Linked DNA regions of Macaca mulatta: region 1 is linked to region 2. Evidence: chromatin contacts called from public Micro-C data. All regions are on one chromosome and are shown on one strand. Each heading gives the region's core, a stretch centred on a gene start, on an enhancer-like site or on the middle of the called end of the contact. The rest is flanking DNA. Distances are from core to core; before and after follow the strand shown.

Region 1 (4,960 bases), core at 1,572-4,071, 190 kb after region 2:
AGTTTGAAACTAGTAGAGAAAGAGAATTAACTTAGCACGTTAGTGGCCGGGCGCGGTGGCTCAAGCCTGTAATCCCAGCACTTTGGGAGGCCGAGGCGGGTGGATCACGAGGTCAGGAGATCGAGACCATCCTGGCTAACATGGTGAAACCCCATCTCTACTAAAAATACAAAAAACTAGCCAGCGTGGTGGCGGGCGCCTGTAGTCCCAGCTACTCCGGAGGCTGAGGCGGGAGAATGGCGTGAACCCGGGAGGCGGAGCTTGCAGTGAGCCGAGATCGCGCCACTGCACTCCAGCCTATACGACAGAGCAAGACTCCGTCTCAAAAAAATAAAAATAAAATAAAAAAACTTAGCACGTTAGTTGCTCCATAGGAAATGGGAAAATGTACTAGGTCAGGGAGAAAATGAAACACATAATTGTTATATGAATATTTTAGTGTAATGTCTTAAGATGTCTGAGGAAAATATCTATTGTTAATAACAGTTTGGCTGTGGTATTAGGAGACATTATGCATTTTCTGAAATACCAGCCCAGTTTTTAGAAGCACATAGCAATTCATGATTTTTTTTTTTTTTTTTGAGACAGTCTTGCTCTGTTGCCCAGGCTGGAGTGAAGTGTGTGATCTCAGCTCGCTGCGACCTCCACCTCCCGGGTTCAAGCGATTGTCCTTCCTCAGCCTCCTGAGTAGCTGGGATTACGGGCACCTGCCACCACACCCAGCTAATTTTTGTATTTTAATTTTTTTTGTGGTGGAGTTTCGCTTTTGTCACCCAGGCTAGAGTGCAATGGCGCTATCTTGGCTCACTGCAACCTCTGCCTCCCGGGTTCAAGCTATTATCCTGCCTCACCCTCTCAAGTAGGTAGTATTGCAGGTGTATGCCACCACGCCTGGCTAATTTTTTTTTTTTTGTATTTTTAGTAGAGACAGGGTTTCACCATGTTGGCCAAGCTGGTCTCGAACTGCTGACCTCAAGTGATCTGCCTGCCTCGACCTCCAAAAGTGCTGGGATTATAGGCGTGAGCCACCACATTCAGCTTTATATAATTCTTTTTTAAAACATTTAAATTTATATAAATCTTAGGTAAAATTCTAGCTGGTATAATTTTTTTTGTCAGATTACTCAGTATTAAGATTGCCTTGTGTGTGTATTAGTAGTCTTTGTCTTCTGGAAGAAAGAGTACAGTGATTAAAAAAAAAACCAACCAAACAAAAAAACCCCTAGAAGCTTAGTTTACTTCTTTTTTTTTCTTCTTTAAAAAAAAAATAGAGACAAGGTCTCACTATGTTGCCCAGGCTGGTCTCTGAGCTCAAGTGATCCTCCCACCTTGGCCTCCCAAAGTGCTAGGATTACAGGTGTGAGCCACCACACCGGCTTTTTTATTTATGTATTTATTTTTTTAGTTCTTTTGAGATAGGGTCTTGCTCTGTTGCCCAAGTTGGAATGCAGTGACACAATCTTGGTTCACTGCACTCTCCATCTCCTGGACTCAAGTGATCCTCCCACGTTAGCTCCCAAATAACTGAGGCTGTAGGCGTGGGTCACCACGCCCAGTTAATTTTCGTATTTTTTTGTAGAGATGGGGTTTCGCTATGTTGCCTAGGCTGGTCTCAATTTCCTGAGCTCAGGTGATCCACCTGTCTCCACATCCAAAAGTGCTGGGATTACTGGCAGGCATGAGCCACCACGCCCCAGCCAAAGCTTAGGTTACTTTTTAGTTTTCCTGTGAAAATATCTAACTTAGTCCTAATAGGGTATGTGGGATGGTCTTAAAATCTCATTGTTCAGGGGAGTGGCTACTAAATGGGAAGACCTATCTTCTGTGCTATATTATTATATTAGAGATTGACAAAAAATAAAAAGCCATGTCCTAAGCATAAAAGTAAATGATCTACCTATTGGTATCCACTTTGGAGATCCCGTGTACCTTTGGGCCTTTAGCAATATAGAGTTACTAAATATCTTTTTTTTTTTTTTTGAAACGGAGTTTCACTCTCGTTGCCTAGGTAGGAGTGCAGTGGCACAATCTCAGCTCACTGCAGCCTCCACCTCCCAGGTTCAAGTGATTCTCTAGTCTTAGCTGGGTAGCTGGGATTACAGGCATATGCCACCATGCCCGGCTAATTTTTGTATTTTTAGTAGACATGGGGTTTCAGCATCTTGGCCAGACTGGTCTTGAACTCCTGACCTCGTGATCCACCCACCTCTGCCTCCCAAAGTGCTGGGATTACAGGCGTGAGCCGCTGCGCCCAGCCACTAAATATCTTATACTTACTATAAACTTTACAGTTTCCAAGGATGGATATAATAAAGTAATTGTGGGTAATTAAGCATAAATTTTTTCTTATTTCGTACCATTGAAAACAATTTGAATTTCTAACAGTTTTGTCAGATATCACAGGTTGCTGAATTAATCTTAAAATAAGACCTATTTTGCTCTTGGAACCTTTAGATAGTGTTTTAAGAGAAATATTTGTGGTATAGTTTATACTCATAATTCTACCTTTATAGATGTGGAAGTTGGATTATGTCTTTCCAGAGTCACAGGAATTTTGGACACTTGCCTTTAATCCTGAAATCGTCATTCATTTTTCCTTTTGCAGTCCATTCTCTAAATAATCTTTTAGGTCTAACCAGCTATCACAGGATGCAAAAAACTAACATCTAAAAAACAGGGTTACTCAAGGTAGAGGAGTCATTTTTCATCTCAAAATATTTCTTTACTTTGTGCCCCCTTTCCTCTGATAGATTTATTACGTTATTTTTAGTTAAATCATCCTTAGGATCTCAGCTTTTACTAACTTTTCACTCAAAGAAATTCATACTTAAGGTCTGATAGTGAGACCATTTCATTGATATGTGAAAGGATGTGTTGCTTATGCAATGAGGGGCAGGGCTAGCTAACCTCTCTTGGCACCTCCAGGAAACTACCCAGCTCTGCTGGGGGAGCTGCACACAGAAAAGGAAACAGTTACTACTCCACGGTGAGTAACCCTGTTTTCTCCTTATTTCACCTTCTGACTGTTTTCATTTATTTTTAAAAGCTTGTGTGTCAGACTTGGAAATAGTTCTTGTTTTCAGAGTTAATTTAAAATCTAGCAGCATATAAGATTTCTCTTTGCTTAGCAACTCTTTGTTCACTTGGCAGGGTAAGAGCCAGGTTTTCGTTTGTGTTTGTAGTTATTATTGCTACCTAGGATTGAATTGGATAATAGAACACGAAAATAGGCCTAATTGTCTCTTGTGAAACATTTATACTTTGAAGGGAAAAAAAATCTTTTAGTGGCTTGGTTTTACATCTTTTATGTTTATTTTTATTTAGAAGGGGAAGGATTATTGGGAAGATAGGATGTTCTTTCACTTATACACAGGAAGAATTTTATATTATTGTTTACAGCTGTTTCATGACAATTCACCCAGCCTTCATTTGCATATGTGATTTGTATTATATATTTTGTTTTTGTGTCAATAGTTATTTTTCACCATCCCTTCTTTCCTACCAGTGATTCTTTTCATAGTTCTGCTCTAATCATATCTAAAGAAGATTGCCATCTAGTGGTATGAATACTGTAGTTGTTGAACATTCATAGGTCTTTTTTTAGTGGTACAAATATTTTAATACATTTTACTATAAGTTAGGTGGCCTGGTACTATCTAGAAGCTATGAAGCAGATTTAACTTTATTATTATTATATAGAGGTGTTATTTACAGTATGTTGTGCTGGAATTATTTTTTTGAATTGTATTGTTCCTTAGGTTAAATGATAATATGGTTTATAAAATGAACTAGTGAATGAGTAGGATGGATTTCACATGGGGAAGGGGGAGGTAGTGATGGAATTTGATTTAACTTACATACTATTACTATAGCTTTTAGTCAGAATATAGATCTGTAAGACAGTGCCTTAAGCCTATTCACCTAAGATTATGTGCATAGCTAAAAGCTACTAGAACCATTTTATATATCAGAGATTACATTCTGGGCACAAGTAGATCTATAACGTCACAAAGAGATAGAGTCATAATATTTTACTTGGGTAATGGATAGAGATTTCTTTTCGTAAAAAATCTTCTAAAGGTCAGAAGAGGTAGAGCACTATGGCTCATTCCTATAATCCCAGTGCTTTGGGAGGTGGAGGTGGGAGGATTACTTGGGACCAGGCGTTTGAGACCAACTTGGGCACCATAGCGAGACCCTGTCTATACCAAAAAATAAATAAACAAATTAGCTGACTTGGTGGCGTTCAAGAGCCTGAAGTGTGTGTGAGTCCACTTGAACTGGGAAGGTTGGGGCTGCAGTGAGCCATGATCGTACCACTGCACTGCAGCCTGGGTGACAGAGGGAGATCCTGTCTTGAAAAAAAGTAAATAGCTACACTTGCTGAGAAGCAGTTACTGTAAAACATGCTAAGCCAGTTAATTTGTGGTAGGCAAGAAAATATCAAATTATGGTGGATAAGAATAACTAAAAGCTGTAATGTGTACTACCCAGATATGTCCTATATATAGTCATCCCTTGGTGTAGTTAGGAGATTGGACCCACAGCATACCAAAATCCACTCATCCTCAAGTGCCACAGTAGGCCCTGTAGAGCTCGCATACACGAAAAGTCAGCCTTCCATAATGTGTAGATTTCTCATCTGGCTAATACATTTAGTTGAAAAAAAAATCTGCATGTAAGTAGACCCACACCTGTGTTGTTCAAGGGTCAGCTCTTTGTAGGAGATATGGACGCTGTATTTTAATCCAAGTTTTAAAAGTAAAGGAAGAAGATAAGGCTTTTATTTAAATATATTACTTAATATTTTACAATCTTATACAGGATTTTTAAAAGTAGTCAGCATAAGTGATAATTTTTCAGATTCCCTGGTAACAAAACAATTCAAAGTGTCACATGGATTTTAAGAAATTTGGTGTCAGGACTCTTAGATGAAACTTGTTTGAAAAACTTTAAATTC
Region 2 (4,854 bases), core at 360-2,859:
TAGCTACTTGGGAGGCTGAGGTGGGAGGATTGCTTGAGCCCAGGAGGCAGAGGCTGCAGTGAGCCAAGATGGTGCCACTGCCTTCCAGCCTGGGTGATAGAGCAAGACAATGTCTCGAGAAAACAAAAAACCCACACACACAGTTGGGCTGGGCATGGTGGCTCATACCTGTAATCCCAGCCCTTTGGGAGGCCGAGGTGGGTAGATCACCTGAGGTCAGGAGTTTGAGACCAGCCTGGCCAACATGGTGAAATCTTGTCTCTACTAAAAATACAAAAAATTAGCTGGGCGTGGTGGCATACACCTCTAATCTAAGCTATTTGGGAGGCTGAGGCAGGAGAATCGTTTGAACCTGGGAGGCGAAGGTTGCAGTGAGCCGAGATCGTGCCACAGCACTCCAGCCTGGGCAACAGAGTAAGACTCTGTCTCAAAAAAAAAAAAAAATTTTTTTTTTCTCCCCACCATGTCTCCTTCTCTGCCTACCAAAATCTTCCTTTCTTTTTCAAGCCAACCATGAGTGATCCTGCCTTCATGAGGTCTTTTTCATCCACGGCCAGAATTAACCACTTTCTTTGTGGTTTTTGTACATTGCCAGTATCTCTAACATGTACTTCATTCTCCTATGTAGGACAGCTCTTCATAGCTTTACTAAGCATTTTACTTTTCATTATTTTATTTACACTTCACAATGATATTGAGTATTTTTTTGTTTGTTTGTTTGTTTGTTTGTTTTGTGACGGAGTCTCGCTCTGTCGCCCAGGCTGGAGTGCAGTGGTGCCATCTCGGCTCACTGCAAGCTCCGCCTCCCAGGTTCCCGCCATTCTCCTGCCTCAGCTTCCCGAGTAGCTGGGACTACAGATGCCCACCAACACGCTCAGCTAATTTTTTTGTATTTTTAGTAGAGACGGGGGTTTCACCGCGTTAGCCAGGATGGTCTCCATCTCCTGACCTCGGGATCCGCCCACCTCGGCCTCCCAAAGTGCTCGGATTACAGGCGTGAGCCACCGCGCCCGGCAGAGTGGTTTTTATTTAATATCATTGTTATTCCCACTTGACAGATGAGAAAACTAAGTCTCTGAAAGAGGAAGTGACCTGTACCCAGACACAGAAAAAGCACCTGAATTCTAGGCCACATCCTCTGAATCAAACATTATTATTTCTCTCTGCCTCACTACCTCTTTATCTTTAGTTGTTTCCAAGAGTCTTGTTTTAATGTTAAAATTAGATTTGAGTCAAAGTACTATCTGCATACGGTATTAATTTCGGTAGTTGAGAAGATCTTAGAAGGAAAAGCAAGTCTCCCACCTAATCAATCCGCAGTCACATTTCGCAGAGACAATATTCTTTTCATAATTTCTATTTTTAGTTCTTCCGGCGGTTGTCTGTGTAACTCTAGAGAATATGCTTACACCTTTACATATTGATTTTTATCACCCTTAGATATTATCTGCTGACTTCCTCCTGTGAAGGGGGAGGACTTACCTCATTTGCATTGCCCTAATGTCTTAGGTTAGGTTTCCTGGGAAACTGACTCTCAGGCAGAGACTTACGTGTAGGAGGCACACAACTCTGGAGCAGTGAAGGCAGCAGAAGTGAGCTGCAGGAGGAGTTGACCTGCTGTGCAATTGACAACAGAAGCCTCAGCCCAACCAGCGGGAGCTTAGAGCTCCCTTCAGGGTTGTCTACGCTGAACCCCACCATCAGTGGGTCATTGGATGCAGGCTGTGGGACATAAGCTTAGAAAGCCAACTCTCTTTGGCTGAGGACAATTCTAGAAGAACTTAAGGTAGGTTGTCAAGCAGCCAGTACTTCTGGCAACTGGAGAATGAACATCATGGTCCTAAAGTGAGCATCTGAGCAGAGCACCATGGCATGCATCACTGTACACCCTCTATGTCACTGGAACCCACCTGCTTTTATAGTAAGTTCACCTTATTAGAGATTAGCTCCCCTGGATTTCTGGTTTGTTCCTTCATTAGGAGAACTTTACAATAATGTCAGGGGGCCAAGTTACAGTCTTTCCCTCTGCAGCTGCTCTCAAAGTCACATCTGAAACGCTCCATTTCCCTCCTCCACTACCAATTCTAGATTCCCCTCACCCTCAGCTAGCACCTCTGCTGCTCCAGATGGCTTAACTGGTGGATGACTCCATTCCCCATCCCTGGTAAATCTTAGCTCCTTGTCACCCAAACCTGTTTCAAGACTGATTATAGGATAATATAGGTTGGCTACATTGTTGACTTACCATCACAACTGGGCAGGGGAGAAAGAAGAGATGTTCCTATGGATCAGCGAGTGTCAAACATAGTCTTCTCTGTCCCACCATGAAGGAGAAATCCCAACTTCTCCTGATTACCAGGATCCATTATTCCTGCTGAAATGTGGTTCCTGTCCCTACTCTTCCCTCTTTTATAACCCACTTGTAAATGAAGGTGCCTGTGAGACAGCTCTATTCTACTGTTCCCCAGCACTGCAAATTCAACATCTTCAAAACTGAACTGACATTTTTTTCTCTTCCTTAAACTGCTTTTCCTTCTTCATCCATCCAGCACCTCTGCTGGAAACCTGGTTCATCTTTGGGTCCTCCAACTCCCTCACCCTCTATAGCTACCTTATAGCTCTGTAAAGTCTCCCTCGTGAATGGCTTTTAAATCAGCCTCACTCTCCTTCCCCACAGTTGCTGCCCTTGTCCGGGCACCCATACTTTATCACACGGACTATTACAAACACTTTCTTTCTCCAATCTTGCTCGTACTCCTCCCACCAGCACCTCTGAGGTATGAAAATAAGGAGAAACAAAGAGACCTGGAACTGGAAATGTCTCTATCTAGAGGGACATTTAAAATCAAGAGAGTTGGCTGGGGATGGTAGCTGACGCTTGTAACCCCCGCACTTTGGGAGGCTAAGATGGGTGGATCACTTGACATCAGGAGTTTGAGACCAGCCCAACCAACATGGCACAACCCTGTCTCTACCAAAAATACACAAATTAGCCGAGCATGGTGGCACACACCTGTAGTCCTAGCTACTCAGGAGGCTGAGGCAGGAAAATTGTTTGAACCCAGGAGATGGAGGTTGCAGTGAGCCAAAATCGTGCCACGGCACTCCAGCCTGGGTGACAGAGTGAGACTCTGTCTCAATAAATAAATAAATAAATAAATAAATAAATAAATAAATAAAATAAAATCAAGAGAGTGAGATGTGCTCCAAAAGGGACTTAAAAAAGAGATAAGGGCCTCTGTAGAGGCCATTAAAGAAAAAAAAAAGCTCTTTTGTTATTTACCTTCATGAATATAAATATGCTCATGCTGCAACATTTTTTATCATCATTTTTCCACGTTAGAAAGTATATATTGATTTCCTACTATTTGGAAAATGAGGATTTAGCTTTCTTCCTGTGTTCCCCACCCCAATATACACTTGCTTTCCCCTGTCCTCCAACATAGTTATGTTACAGATGTACTAAATCAATTTTCAGAGATTGCTTCTTTTCATTTGATAAATACTCCTTTGATCTGCTTTGAAATTTTGAGTTAAGACATAAAATAACCCCCTTTGTCCTTTTAATCATTACAGGCAGGCTCTCGTAGGTGTTGCATTTTGAGAAACATTAGTAGAGTTTCTTCTCTGCCTATTTTAAAAATAGAAAAATCTATTTTAAATAAATCAACAATTATGTCAGCGCTCATTGTATCCAAGGCAACGTCATGGAAACAAAGATGTCTAGTGCAGAATTCCTACCCTCAAAACACCAACATGTAGATGGTAAAATCATCCAAATACATGGAAAACAGGAACAAGTCTATACAAGTGCTGTCCGACAGATCCCAAGAGTCAGAGGAAGAAGTCCCATGCATGGAGTGGTGCGGGACAGTGTTACAGAGGAAGGGAACAGAGTTGAGGGATTTGATAAGCTGCAAAGGAAGACAGGGCAAAAGGCAAAGAGGAAGAGGAAGAGTGGTCCAGGCAGAAGAGAATCCTAGAGTACTCTAGGCACAATTGGCAAAGGCAGGAAGGGAGGAAACACCGTTTCATTTTGTTTTGTTTTGAGATGGAGTCTCACACTGTCGCCCAGGCTGGAGTGCAGTGGCGCAATCTTGACTCACTCCAAACTCCACCTCCTGGGTTCAAGCAATTCTCCTGCCTCAGCCTCCTGAGTAGCTGGGACTTCAGGCATGTGCCACCATGCCCAGCTAATTTTTGCATTTTTTAGTAGAGATGGGGGTTCACAATATTGGCCAGGCGGGTTGCGAACTCCTGACCTCAAGTGATCTGCCTGCCTCAGCCTCCCAAAGCTCTGGGATTACAGGTGTGAGCCACCGTGCCTGGCTGAGCAAACTTTTTAATAGTTAAAAAGTCCTTAATTCAGTGGGAAAAAATGCTGAATTATTAGGTGACTTGATGAACATTTTAAAGAAATATTAGGTTGGTGCAAAAGTAGTTGCTGTTTTGTTTTGGGACTGCATCTCACTCTGTTGCCCAGGCTAGAGTGCAGTGGTGCAGTCACAGCTCACTGCAGCCTTGACCACTGGGGCTTAGGTGATCCTCTCACCTCAGCCTCCTGAGCAGCTGGGACTACAGGCATGCAACACCATGGCCAACTAATTTTTAAATTTGTTTTGTAGAGACAAGGTCTCACTATGTTGCCCAGGCTGATCTCAAACTCCTCAATCTTCCTGCCTCAACCTCCCAAAGTGCTGGGATTACAAGAGTGAGCTACTGCACCAGCCATAAAATACAGTTTCTATGTTGGAAAATAGTAATAAACTTAATAACCAGGAGATATACATATCTGAACTTCTGGCCTCAAGCAATCTCCTCTCCTGTCTTGGCCTCACAAAGTGCTAGAATCAC

The links. A called contact is a pair of places that touch in the nucleus more often than the background predicts.
Region 1: a Micro-C map of CD4 T cells shows a contact between it and region 2, with 13 times the contacts expected there. The contact joins two enhancer-like sites. A contact is called at or near these places in 4 of 14 Hi-C or Micro-C datasets (CD4 T cells, fetal cortical plate, fibroblasts and 1 more).

What each region holds. Positions count from the first base shown.
Region 1 is chr13:70,746,825-70,751,784 of T2T-MMU8v2.0, forward strand. All of the region lies in intron 20 of PSME4 (proteasome activator subunit 4), which reads left to right. All of the region lies in intron 1 of LOC144333772 (a long non-coding RNA gene), which reads right to left. Among named protein-coding and RNA genes, the nearest start is that of GPR75, 54 kb to the right of the region's middle. Within about 2 kb of position 2,822, at least 6 of the 40 cell types and tissues checked have an H3K27ac peak or open chromatin away from gene starts, as enhancers often do. A contact at or near this core is called in CD4 T cells, where this site is marked.
Region 2 is chr13:70,558,267-70,563,120 of T2T-MMU8v2.0, forward strand. No RefSeq gene overlaps it. Among named protein-coding and RNA genes, the nearest start is that of ACYP2, 22 kb to the left of the region's middle. Within about 2 kb of position 1,610, at least 5 of the 40 cell types and tissues checked have an H3K27ac peak or open chromatin away from gene starts, as enhancers often do. A contact at or near this core is called in CD4 T cells, where this site is marked.